Regions from separate parts of the Hordeum vulgare genome. Here region 2 is linked to region 1. A link is a contact called in public Hi-C data. All regions are on one chromosome and are shown on one strand. Each heading gives the region's core, a stretch centred on a gene start, on an enhancer-like site or on the middle of the called end of the contact. The rest is flanking DNA. Distances are from core to core; before and after follow the strand shown. Region 1 holds the start of LOC123397678 (E3 ubiquitin-protein ligase AIP2). Region 2 holds the start of LOC123397685 (AT-rich interactive domain-containing protein 4).

Region 1 (6,822 bases), core at 2,035-4,534:
GGGAGGGAGGGGAGGAGGCAGCCTCAAAACCTAAAGGTTTGGCCGAAATTGGAGGTGGAGGAGTCCTACTCCAATCCTACTTGGAGTAGGATTCCACCTTCCCACTTGGAAACTCTTTCCACCTTGTGTTTTTTCCTTCTCAAACCTTATGGGCCTTAGTGGGAACTTATTCCAGCCCACTAGGGGCTGGTTTATCTCTTCCCATAGCCCATGAGACCCCTTGGGGCGTGACACCCCTCCCGATGGTCCCCGGCACCCCTCCCGGCACTCCCGGTACACTACCGATGAGCCCGAAACTTTTCCGGTAATGCACGAAAACCTTCCGGTAACCAAATGAGGTCATCCTATATATCAATCTTCGTTTCCGGACCATTCCGGAAACCCTCGTGACGTCCGTGATCTCATCCGAGACTCCGAACAACATTCGGTAACCAACCATATAACTCAAATACACATAAAACAACGTCGAACCTTAAGTGTGCAGACCCTGCGGGTTCGAGAACTATGTAGACATGACCCGAGAGACTCCTCGGTCAATATCCAATAGCGGGACCTGGATGCCCATATTGGATCCTACATATTCTACGAAGATCTTATCGTTTGAACCTCAGTGCCAAGGATTCATATAATCCCGTATGTCATTCCCTTTGTCCTTCGGTATGTTACTTGCCCGAGATTCGATCGTTAGTATCCGCATACCTATTTCAATCTCGTTTACCGGCAAGTCTCTTTACTCGTTCCGTAATACAAGATCCCGCAACTTACATTAAGTTACATTGCTTGCAAGGCTTGTGTGTGATGTTGTATTACCGAGTGGGCCCCGAGATACCTCTCCGTCACACGGAGTGACAAATCCCAGTCTCGATCTATACTAACTCAACGAACACCTTCGGAGATACCTGTAGAGCATCTTTATAGTCACCCAGTTACGTTGCGACGTTTGATACACACAAAGCATTCCTCCGGTGTCCGTGAGTTATATGATCTCATGGTCATAGGAACAAATACTTGACACGCAGAAAACAGTAGCAACAAAATGACACGATCAACATGCTACGTCTATTAGTTTGGGTCTAGTCCATCACATGATTCTCCCAATGATGTGATCCCGTTATCAAGTGACAACACTTGCCTATGGCCAGGAAACCTTGACCATCTTTGATCAACGAGCTAGTCAACTAGAGGCTTACTAGGGACAGTGTTTTGTCTATGTATCCACACAAGTATTGTGTTTCCAATCAATACAATTATAGCATGGATAATAAACGATTATCATGAACTAAGAAATATAATAATAACTAATTTATTATTGCCTCTTGGGCATATTTCCAACAGCTTATCCATCTACCGTTGTCAGGTGCATTAGATGCACGTCTTGCCCTTGTTAGCAATGTGCTGGTGGAGACACGTGTCCAGGCGTTTCGACATCTGGACCCCTGCGCTGGCGCATGCAGAATGCGCTAGAACTTGGGGGCGGTAGCACTGTGGCAAGGGCGGCTACCCTCTAGTGCCCAGCCCGTCATCCCGCCAAGGGAGCTTGTCGGGGCCTTGGGTCTTCGTCCCGGCAAGGAAGCTTGCCGAGGGGGGTTCGTTTTTCGTCCCGGCAAGGGAGGCTTGCCGAGGTCTTTTGCTTGGTGAGCTCATCACACCCACTAAATGGGCGTGGCCTTGGTTATCTTCCCGGCAAGGCTGGCTTGCCGGGGCCTTGGTATTCTTGGGGGTGCATCTTGTCTGGATCCTGCCACGCCCTACTGTCAGGGGCTCTTTACGCTCGTGCACAAGTCTGGAGCACTAGGGACCCCAGTCTTTAGTGCACCGACACATAGCTTGGTCCGTAGAGGTCTCTCTTCTCAACTTGTTGGAATTCATGGGTATTGAGTCTCTCAAGAATATCAGCAGGATCTAGTAACTTGTAGTCTCTTCGTTCTTTAATCATCAGAAGCAATGTATCAAATGAAGAATCAAGAGATCTCAACAATTTCTTCACCACCTCATGGTTAGTGATGTCTCTGGCCCCAAGAGCATGTAGCTCATTGAAGATGTCAGTGAGGCGATCGAAGGTTTGCTGACAACTCTCATTATGAATGTCAACACTTCAATTTTAGCCCATTTTGAAGAAAATAAAAGAAAATGAAAAAGGCTCAAAAAAGGAAAATCCTTTGCATGGAGCCAAATTTTGTGCACCAGTTTGTGGGGAAAATATTAAACATGCAATTCATCATATTTGGAAAAAGAATCCTTCACGAAATGGCCCATCTCATGATGGCGCAACAAGCACAACAAAATGGTGGAACAAGTCCTCGTACGTTGGTCAGGAAATGCTACCATTGGTGCGACTTGGAAGGAGAAGGCGGCCCTGCAAGACTGCTTCCGTGCTACAGAGGCTTGGGGTTAAGCCTCAAGCCAAGGAGGGGGAAATGTTAGCGACCCGGGCAACACGACCCCACCTACAACCCACGAGAAGTCCGACCGTGCACGATCCAACTGTGCCTGCAAGGCCAACCCAAGGTTCGCCAGGCCTGAGTGGGTGAGCTCGGCTACACACTTGACTTAAGGGAACACCCTCCCTCGGTTGGAGGCATCCAGAGGATCAGAACAAACCCGCGGCGGCCCCCTATCTTCTTCTTCCTTCCTCCGAGAGGTGTTCTTGTATTAAAATTGATTTGTATAAGCTACTACTTCAGAGGGCTGTATTAGATTGATTCTATCTTGCTATTGTATCTAACAAAATCTTTCATTCATTCATCTTTCTGTTCTCTTTTTTTTATTTCTAATACCTTATATACTTAGAACATCTCCAATTGGACTCATCAAATTGACCGGACGAACACATGACCACAGACCGGACAAAAGAGCCAAGTAAAAAAGTTGATCCAATGAAACCCTTCAAAGCCTCGTTAAATGCCTAGACTGTGTGGCACTCCTCATACTTATCTCATAACGTGTCCGATTGGTGATCTTGCATCCGTCATATAGAATTGGGCTCACCACAGAGCATCTTTTCATTTTCTTTATTAGTTCTTTTCTTTCTCCGTCGATCACAGGCGTGGGATCGGATATTTTCTTTTTAAGGACATGACTGCATGGACAAATAAATAGAAAGTTAAAATAAAAATGTCCGGGCACTAACCTCTACGTGTACTTACCTCTACCGTCGAATGTCGATCCGACGGCTGGGCCGGCCCCGGAGTAAGCTGCGAGGCTGGGCCCAACCCCTCTGGCCGTCGGCCGTCGTCGTCCATTCACACGCCACGCACGACGTCGTCACCGCCCCGCCTCCCTGGCTAAGCCACCGTCCCGTCCCCGCGGTATTCCTTTCCTCTCCTCCAAGACACCACCAGAGTCTAGACGCGCGCCCCTCCACCAGACTCCGTCGGCATTTATACCTCCGGCGACGCACGCATCATACACACGCAGAAATCGACCACCCGATCCCAGATCAGGAAGCAACCTTGAAATCTGAAGCCCCAGTCGAATCGGAATCCTAGCGCCATGTCTGCCACGGCGGGGGACGAGGCGGCGGTGGCGGAGCGCCTGGAGGCGCTGCGGAGGAAGCTGGGCAAGAAGCAGCACTTCGAGGAGGCCGTCGCCGACCTCACCGCCACGCTCCGCGACCGCTACGACGGCGCCTCTCCCGCCCTCCGCGAGTCGGTAAGGCCGACCTCACTTCACCTTCCCCCATCCATACGAGAGATTACTAGATTGGTCGTAGAAGGAGAGGTTGCTGCTTGGTATGGATCTAGGAGGAGAGGATTTGGGGATGGAGAATTCGATTGGTGCGGGATCGGATCGTGCATAGTATCGAAATTACATTTGTTCAGTTAGAACTGTCCAAATTAGACTTCCGTTTGTTAAGGTGCCCCAATCAATGAATGCTCTGCTTCGGGTGATAGATGATGGCTATTCCAGTTTCAGAGTTCTTGAGTATTTTTAATTACCCAAGCAGCAGAAAGTGTTAGTAGTCTCTTCTGCAGCTGGTGCTATCTAGGCAAAACTACGATTCTTAACCTTGTTTTTCTGCTGAAATTAACATCAGCATCGGTTCTCTACAGAAATCCCGGTCCACCATCCGAGGTGGACCTTGGAAACACTGTATATGCTAAGGTGACAAACCTAAATCGTGTTAACTAGTTTCTGGACTAATATTTTTAACTATTGTTTGCTCAAAACAAAGGAACCAACCAATATGACATATCTTATAACTGTTGAAAACTACTCCCTCTGTTCCTATATATAAGTCTTTTTAGAGATTGTACTATGGACTACATACGGAGCAAAATGGATGAATCTACACTCTAGAATATGTCTATATGCATCCCTATGTAGTCTGTACTAAAATCTCTAAAAAGACTTGTATTTAGGAACAGAGGGAGTAGTCAATATATGGATAAACTATTTAAGGGAATTGTTTCCCATGTTCTATATGAACAAAAAACTTGTGTTCATGGTTCTGTGTTAAAATCGCCAAATCGCAAGAACTAAAATACCATACAAATGAACAGGGTTATATGTACGGATGTGATGAAGCGAGTAATATAGCTGTGCCCTTTGACTTCCATTGTTGGATGCACTCTGTATTGTCACTTTGTCAGCATAAAAAAACATATGGCCATGAACATTCATGATCGTGCACACCACATGTCACAAAGGCATCAGCATGGAAGTAAAAGACAGGGTGTTCAAAACAAATGTTAGCGGAGATATTTGCCATAGAGAGCATTTAGCCATGGAGAGTATGTCCATTATCTCCTGAACTGATCTTCTTGGTACTTGGTACAAATTCACCTAGCACTCTTTTACTTGGAAATGTTCCCATGGACCATTTTTTTGCCTACTATACAACCCATGACTCTGCGAGAAATGTTGTTATTATTTTCTTAATCAATTGTTTGGGTTGCTACGCACTACAATCTAGTTTTCATGCCTGTCATCCTATTTTTCCGCCTTGTTTTGTTGTCATTCATATATGTGAACTGCTTTTTGCAGATGTACTCTACGGTTTGCCGTGTTGCAACCGTCCTTCAGACTAGATATACAGCATCTGGATTCTGGCGCGCTGGTCTGAACCTCTTCGTAGCAACAGAGAAGTTGTTAACTAATCCTGCTGAAAAGGAACGCCTCAAGACTTGCATTTTGAGGGCCCGGGAGCATCTTGATGAAAAAGAAAATGAGGAGTCAATGCCAACCAACAGACAACCAGGTATGTAATCAAGATTTTAACTTCTGAATTTAATAACACATCAATACCTAGCATAAATACATTTTATGAAATTCCACAAGGCAACATTCTCGCGGCACATCTCGCGTTGGTAAATCCTGTATTGATTGGTCTGGTTGTGCTCTGGCAGCGATGTCAATTAGAATTCAGACTGTAATGTCCATAGTTTAATACTCCCTCCGTTCTAAAATATAAGACCTTTTAGAGATTTTACTAGAAGACTACATACGGAGCAAAATGAGTGAATCTATACTCTAAAATAAGTCTATGTACATCCGTATGTAGTACATAGTGCAATCTCTAAAAGGTCTTATATTTAGGAACGGAGGGAGTAGTAGATGGTATTATGTGATATATCATGGCAACCATGTATAAACGTAGGAGACTTTTGGTAAATCCTGTATTGATTGGTCTGGTTGTGCTCTGGCAGCGACGTCAATTAGAATTCAGACTGCAATGTCCATAGTTTAATAGATGGTATTAGGTGATATATCATGGCAACCATGTATAAACGTAGGAGACTTTTGGCCGTATAAGCCTTTTGTGTGTTTATCGGTTACATCAAGTGTCTGTCCTCAGAAGTCTTTACCCTTTGAAATATCTACATACTAATAAGATGTTGCCTTTCCCAGACTCTAGATTCCTCTTTGAAGGCCACCTTACCGTGGGACAAGAACCTCCTCCTCCAGCGTGGCTTGTCGCCCAGAATTTAACACGCGAATTGAACATCTTAGCGGAACCTTCTGGAGATCAAAACGGGAACAACACTAGAACGGAGTTGAGGCCTGAGGAGATGACACCTGCTATAATGAACTTCTTAAACACCTTATCAGGGGACGCGGATCTTGAGAGTGCCTTGGAAGCATCACTTCAGGTAGGTTCATGATAGTCAAATTTGTTTGGTGCTCATTTTCACATCCTAACTTTTCTAGTATGTATAGTTGGTTGATGCACACAATATCTTTGGCTCTTTGGTATCTTAACTAGCAGAGAAAGCATACAACCTTAGGTTTTGGCGTTCTGTGTTCTATAGTAGAACAGATTCGATAAATTTGTAGAGTATATATCATCCAATGTGTATTTTATACTCCCTCCGTCTCAAAATAAGTGTCTCAAGCTTAATACAACTTTGTATTAGAACTAGTACAAAGTTGAGACACTTATTTTGGGACGGAGGGAGTAATAGTCTGTGAGTTACCTTGAGCCTAGCCTGCACTGAACATAAGTGGTGCTTAATTGCTAAAAACAGAACTCAGCATGCTTTGTTGGATTTGGAATTTGTGCTAATATTTGATTTACCTGCATTCTCAAATTGACAGACCTTTGTTGTTTGCTAAAATGGGATTTGCCAGTACAATTAATTTACTACTCCCTCCGTCCCAAAATTCTTGTCTTACATTTATCTAGATATGAATGTATCTAGTCACACTTTAGTATTTAGATACATCCATTTCTAGACAAACTTAAGACAAGAATTTTGGGACGGAGGGAGTACTTTCTACTGCTGCTATCACAAGTTTTTCATGATCGAGAGTCTATTGCGTGGTTCTTAAGTAAAGAATATTTGAATGTGTTAATGAATCCTGTGTCTCGTTTTACTATTG
Region 2 (6,977 bases), core at 2,094-4,593, 180 kb before region 1:
ACTTCTGTAAACAAGATTTCTTATAGATTGTCTAAATGAAGGTTGTTGTTAGAATCATTATACCACATTTTTTTCCCTTTAGCAAACAGTTTAACATTTGTTCCATGACTGAGAAATCATGTTCATTCGAGACCAGACATAGAAGGACATGGAGCACAAGAAGTATTGTTGAACTACAATGCTTTAATCCATACTTCGATATTTAGAAGAGCATTCAGACCATCTTCTAATGAGCCCAGCAAACAAGAGTCCTGCACAAAAAAAGAGAAGACATTAGGAGGCAGTTGAATTGAGTAACAAACAATATAAGATGCAAGAGATGTGGATAATTCATATAATATATCAAAGCTTACCAGCGCGCTTGGTACTCCACAAAGAAGAAATTTCATGTTGATGTCATCATCATATATCTTTATGGCTGGGGACACTTCAGAAGAAGAACCTTCTTCCTCAGCCATTTCATTCTCGGGAATGACGACATTGACCTTTGGAGCATCCCCAAGTAGTCGAGGCCCGAGCTTAACACTTTGAACATGATTGTTTCTTACACAGTATAGTCGAAACGATGCATGAGCAAGCTGAAAGGAATCCCAAGTATGGCTCACCGAACTACATCCAAGCATAACCAGAGTGTTACATGTCATTGATATATGATGATGCTAATGAAAGGTGAAAAGGGGGTGATGGTACCTTTGAACTACCGAAAACAATGCATTGCGAAAATGGGATGCCGCATAAGATGAAAATGAATTTCTCCAGTATATTACGTATGGAATACCCTGAAATGAAATAATCAGCATCAATGATTGTGTAGCAAACTACAATATTATATAATGACTAAAATAGAGTAATTTTCTTTTGTGAAACTTAAGACAGATTACTAGATACTTCTGTGTGCAGCCACCTTTCCAACTACACTCTGAGAAATGGACAATAGGACTCTAGTTGCTTGGGCAAAATGTTGCAAAGAATAATGTGTCTACCTTTGAGTGAACTGCTTGGGCAAGTTTTTCACCAATAGGAACCTCCAGATAGACCTGTGTTATAACCAAGCCACAGCGTTAGCATCACCCACACACGGACAAAAAGAACCAATAGAATCTGATACAGACTCCAGTAGCACAAGGCAAAGAAAATCCAAAATGCTGTATGGAGAGGAAATCTGTCTGTGAGAACGTAATAGCTAATATGTACATCATGCAATGAAATGGAGAAGACATTAGCTACCCTATTGGTATTGGCAGTCTTAGACAAACCGTCTTATTGCGACAAAATAAACAGACATACTTGGACAAGTTTCTTCAGATTCATACAGCAGCTGCAGTCAAACATGCTGATTGCAGCTATGGAACTAGAATGCTGACTCAAAAACATGTCAGCGGGTATCATGCAACTAGGAACTCAATTCCATCAACAGCCAATAGCACTGCAACTTGAACTTGCCTCCACCACTCAGCCAAGGAATAGATAGTTGAGAGAAATTTGTGCGCTTACAATGGTGGGGAACGGCGGGCTGATGAGACAGACAAACGACTGCGGGTCAGACATGTCGGCGTCCCCCCAGACGAGCGAACCAATCTCCTCGTCTTCCAGCTGCTGGCCTTGGATGTAGAAGAAGTTGGGTTGCACGACCCGCTGCGCCTCGAGGAACTGCTCCGGCGTTGGATTGACCAGCGTGTGCACCTGCACCCAAAAGCCCTCTACCATGAGCAAACGAGTAAAATCCAGGCACAACAAGGTGAGGGCACTGGTAACTGACCTCCAGCCTCCCCGCTGAGCTGAGCTCAGGAAACGGATAGGACGGCCGCAGCCGCTTCGCCTCCGGCCCCGACCTCCCCGGCGGGGTGCGCTGCTGCTTATCGGCGTGCTTGCCGCAGAGCACCGCGAGCAGCACGCAGCTCCTTGACAAGCTCTGGATTTGCGACATGGCCGCAGGCAAAAACTGCGAGGAAGACGCGGAAATTCACCTCGGCAGGGCGTCACTTCATGGAACCCCTGCAACCGCGAAACACAAGGGGGGAGGGATCATCAGGCCAGAAATCCCCCCGAAAAATCCGACCAAATCTGAGGCAGGAACCCTCGAATCGGCGCGAGAAACATACCTGGACGCGGATTTTGGCGGCCGAATCGGGGGCCGGCGGGACGGGCGAAACCGGATCCGGACGGGGAGCGGCGGAGGTGGGGGGAGGATTGGATTCGGGGCGCGCAAAGGGAGGATAGCGAAAGAGTAAAGCGTGGGGGAGAAGACGAAGACGAAGACGAAGACGGAGGAGGGAGAGAGCCCTAATGAGAATCGCGGAAATAGCTCCTCTCACAGCGCAAAGGCAAATCCCACTCCTGGAACAATAAAAAAGAGGCGTACTTGTGCTGGCTGTGGTGGGGAATTGGACGCGAGCCCAACCCAGCAGCAGCCCCCGCCCATCCCCGACCCGATGAACGAACCAACCAACGAATGAATCCAAGAAAGAAAGAAAGAAAGAAAGAAAGATAGAAGCCGACCAAACCGGGGATGAGAATCACGCGGAGATTCGCGGATTAGGCAGCAGCGATTAGCAGCAAACCACCAACCGGGGTCTGCCTGCCTGCGAATAATAATTATCGCGGAGCCGCAAACAAAAAACAAACCGGAGGGGGAGAACAGTACTGGATGGGGAGGGCGAGGCGTCCGTCCCCCGTCAAAGATTGGATTTTGACGGCTCGGGCAGTGGGGACTTTTTCCTTTCTTTCTTTCTCTATCCCTTTGGTATGGATGGATGGATGGATGGATTATTTTGTGCTTTGCTCGCGCATCTGTCTATCCTGCGCTTCCTCCTCCGTCGATGATGCTGCTGCTGCTGCCTGGTGCGCTGATGTTGTTGTTCTCTCGGCCTTGGCCTTGGCGCTTTTCGTTTTCGCTGCGGCCGCTGCCTCGTCCTCCTCATTACTGCTGGGGCGACGGGGAGGAAAAACAGAAAACTTAAAAGATTAGACTAGACTAGACGGGATTTCGGGGAATGGGATTGGGGAATTTCTTTCTTTCTTTCTTTCTTTTGCGTTGCCCGATCGGATGGATGCTTGCTGCTTTTTGTTTTGGTTTGGGCCTTGGTCTTGGTTTTCTGGCTGGGTGGAGGACGTATGTATGTATTGATGGCGTCGTTGATCGCCATCGGATCTGCCCCTGGAGGCGTGGTGCAGCGTACGATTGGGCTCCTCGGGCTGCTGCCCGTGTGCTTGGGTTGTTGCTTGCTCGTGTGGGGAGGGGAGGGGAGGGGAGGACCCGTTTGATCCGTTTCGCGTCCAGTGTCCGTCCCGGACGATGGAGCGAGCATTGTGCCTGCCAGCGCTCACGTGTGCTGCTCTCTGTCTCTATGGACTGTGGGTCCTGGGGCAGGATTGTGCTTTGTCTCCTGCCACAGCCACATACATGAGGTGGGCCCACTAGCAGCCCATGTGCTCTTCTGGAGTTTTCGGCCGTCTTATTTCCTGCACAAAGTTTGCAACTACAACAAAAATATTCTAAGAAGAATCTTAATTTCGTTGGACAAATTCCCTCAAAAAATGAAAATGCTTTTGTGCGGTGAAATATGATGTGGATATTGGTCGCTCTGTGTGTCATCTTTTTTTAAAACCCAAATAATAACTGCCAGACGTTTTTACAATTAAAATTGTCAAAAAAAGAAGTTAAAAACTAAAACTTACCATCCAAACAGAAAGTTGACATGCTTCACAGCTAAAGTTGTCATCCTCGGATAACTAAACTTGCTAACAAAAAAGCCAAGGCGAAATTACTTCGTGAATTCACGCTCGCTATTACACTCTCTTGTTTCTCTTTTGCATTTATATGGCGGTTTGCGGGTATGATTGTTAATTCGTAGTCAAATTTGAATATGAAGTGTGCTTGGTAGATATACTGAAATTATTAACACGTGAGCTTTCCTAAGACACTGTTTGGATGTAGACATTGAAAGGCTTGGTTGCAGTGTTTGCACGTATTATTGTTCATCCAGTTCTTTCGACCGATTTTCCCACAATCTTAAGAATTGGACCTCCCCGAAATACCCCCAAAATCTTGAACCCATGTTTTTTTAAATCCTAGCTAGTTATGATGTAAATAGTTAGGATTGTCAAAACATATAGGCTCAAGATTTTGGGGAAAACTGGATGGAGGATTGATTCTCAAGATTTTGGGAGAATCGGATAAAGGAACTGGGCCACAAATCTAGTTTCAATGTCAATTTTGTTGTTTGGTTGTGTAAAACATTCACAATTGGAATAAAACGAGCACTGGTCCCAATTTATTTTTCGATGCAAAATTGTTAAATTATGCATCATTCAATTGTTCTTCTTTTTCCTCTCACACTTAGCCGCACTTCTCATCTTTTCCCCTTAGTTCTTCACCCTCACCCAGTCACCCTCCTCCAGCGGCAAAGAGCAGTGATGGTCGGCAGCTCTGAGAGGAAAAGTTTGGGAGTGGCAGCAGAGTCAAGCGAGATTAGCAGTATCAGCTCCCGGAGGAGGTGGCGACAACGACAAAGCTTAGACACAACGGTTATTGTAGTTGCGGTGCGAAGAGGTCCCGAGCTCTCCTCTTCCCTGTGATTCTATCTCCCTTACAGGTCCTACATCTCGTCGTTGCATCTCCCTCGAGCGATATCAACACAACCACCATGTCGTCAAGGTGCATGCTCTGAGGAAACGTGTGGTCGAGTTCACCCGTCACACCGCGCCATGGCTTCCTGAAATGACTTCCGCCCCTAATAAGTGTTTTGGTGTTAATGGCAATAGAGGTTAGACAACTAACTACGTTTCGAGCATGTTTCCTTCACACCTATGGAAAAGAAACATATGGTTGGTCGGCGACCCCCGAAGTTAAAAGGAACAAAGAAGACAACACGTCGAATTTTCATCAACGATTTATCAGTTTTGAGTGATAGGTGTGTCGTTCTTGACACGCCATGGATCAAGTGTGGGAACCATTGATAAATTCGAGATAAATACATCTACATCCCATGTGAGTAAGAGCACTCAAATGTTCATTTGTTTTGCCACTAATTTGGTTGTCTACGCCGGAATATCTGACTTTTGTGGACCTATATGAAAGCACATACTTCCCCTTTATGGTTTTGATAATTCATGACAACATACATTATATCTTAGACTAATAGTTCTACCTAGTTTGTATCAGCTTGAGTCCAAAGATTGCAGTGGTTAGGAATTGTGAGGAGGATCCACAAGAAGGAAAGGAACATGTTTGACAAAATCTTCAAGCTTCAAGACTCTATATTTTATATTTAAGTGAAAAATCACATTTGAGTCCATAGAAAAGAAAATACTATTAAAAGTGGATGAGGTATCTATGATGATCTTGTTGCTAAAGTACTTCGAGATTAGCCACCAAAAACCTCAACATTTCTCCCACAGAACATTCTGTCCAAAACCCTCAAGATCAAATTCGGTGCCACCAACAATTACCACATCGGCCACATCGAGTTTTCCTTATAAAGAACCCAACCAAAACCCTAGCAAATCGTTACAACCGAGATTCGCTTCGGTATAGCTGAAAAGCAATGACCAACTTGTTGTTGCCCATTTGCATAAAATCGGAAATTCTGAGTTTTGCTGAGCGGTCTCACCTAGATCAATTGAATCAGTCTCACCGACGTGCTTTATATCGGTCTCACCGAGAACCAAAAAGTGATCGTTTTGCACTAGTTTGTGCAACCGAGTTTTTACTTCGGTCCCACCGAGTTGGGAAACAATGTTGTAACGGTTAGATTTTTGGAGATGGCTATATATGCCCCTCCACCTCCCTCTATTTCTTAGAGAGAGCACTCAGAACAAGCAAACACATCCACCATTCATTTTCTGAGAGAGAACCATCTACTCATTTGTTGAGATCAAGATCTTCTACACCAACCATATGAATCTTGATTTCTAGCCTCCCCAAGTTGCTTTCCACCCAAATCAATCTCTTCTACCAAGCCAAATTGTGTGAGAGAGTGATTTAGTGTTGAGGAAACTATCTTTTGAAGAACTAGAGCAAGGAGTTCATCATCCATACCACATTTATTACTTTTTGGAGCATGGTGTCTTCTATATTGGTTAGGTATTGCTTGAGAGCCTCAAAATCGTGTGGAGTTGAACCAAGAAGTTTGTAAGGGAAAGGAGATCGCCTACTTCGTGAAGATCTACCCCGAGTGAGGCTAGTCCTTCGTAGATGCAAGCCATGATGGATTAGGTTGCTTCTTCGTGGACCCCTTGTGGCTGGAACACTCCATGGACTCGCGTAGTTGTTACCCTCCATGGATTGAAGTCTCCATAAATATGGACGTACGATAGCACCACCCTCCAAACCACGCCAAAAATCTCTGAGCCTTCATTGTGTTTCATCTTCCTATCTATACTTCTTACTTGCACTTGCATGCCTTTACCTTCTTCTTCTATACTCATAGACATGCATGGGTAGGGTGTGCTAGACTCGATAGAATTGCTAAAACTTTACAACCATTAAATTGGGAAAAAGCTTAGGTTTTTATTTTGTCGAGTAGGCAATTCATACCCACTCTAGACGCATCTTCGAGATCCCATAATTAGTATGAGAGCTTTGGTCTCCATTGCTTTGGTTTTACCACCATTGGAGGAAGATGGATGTGTCTAGTTTGGGTAGACTTAGTGATGGGGAACGACCCATGGGCAACAACAAAAATTCCTACGCGCACACAAAATCTATCCATGGCGATGACCATATACGAGAGGATAGATTGTATCTACATACCCTTGTAGATCTCTAAGCAGAAGCGTTAAAGAACGTGGTTGATGTAGTGGTACGTCTTCGCGATCCAATCACGATCTGTCCCACAAACTCCCGATCGAGCGCCGAACGGACGGCACGTCCGCGTTCAGCACACGTACAGCTCGATGACGTCTCCGCCTCCTTGATCCAGCAAGCGAGGGCGGAGTAGTAGATGAGTTCTCCGACAACACGATGGCGTGGTGGC

Evidence for each region. Hi-C and Micro-C count contacts between places; a contact is called where the count stands out from the background.
Region 2: a contact with region 1 is called in a Hi-C map of seedling, with 4 times the contacts expected there. The contact joins the promoter of LOC123397685 here to the promoter of LOC123397678 in region 1. A contact is called at or near these places in 3 of 6 Hi-C or Micro-C datasets (leaf and seedling) and 1 of 1 datasets of contacts at active chromatin or transcription factors (embryo).

Annotation. Positions count from the first base shown.
Region 1 is chr5H:435,448,428-435,455,249 of MorexV3_pseudomolecules_assembly, reverse strand. It overlaps LOC123397678 (E3 ubiquitin-protein ligase AIP2), which reads left to right and starts at 3,284. Exons shown (of 5, transcript XM_045092213.1): 1 at 3,284-3,651; 2 at 4,987-5,200; 3 at 5,851-6,092. The coding sequence starts at 3,493.
Region 2 is chr5H:435,625,569-435,632,545 of MorexV3_pseudomolecules_assembly, reverse strand. It overlaps LOC123397685 (AT-rich interactive domain-containing protein 4), which reads right to left and starts at 3,343. Exons shown (of 16, transcript XM_045092221.1): 1 at 2,103-3,343; 2 at 1,760-1,995; 3 at 1,495-1,683; 4 at 984-1,037; 5 at 691-779; 6 at 354-609; 7 at 195-251. The coding sequence starts at 1,927.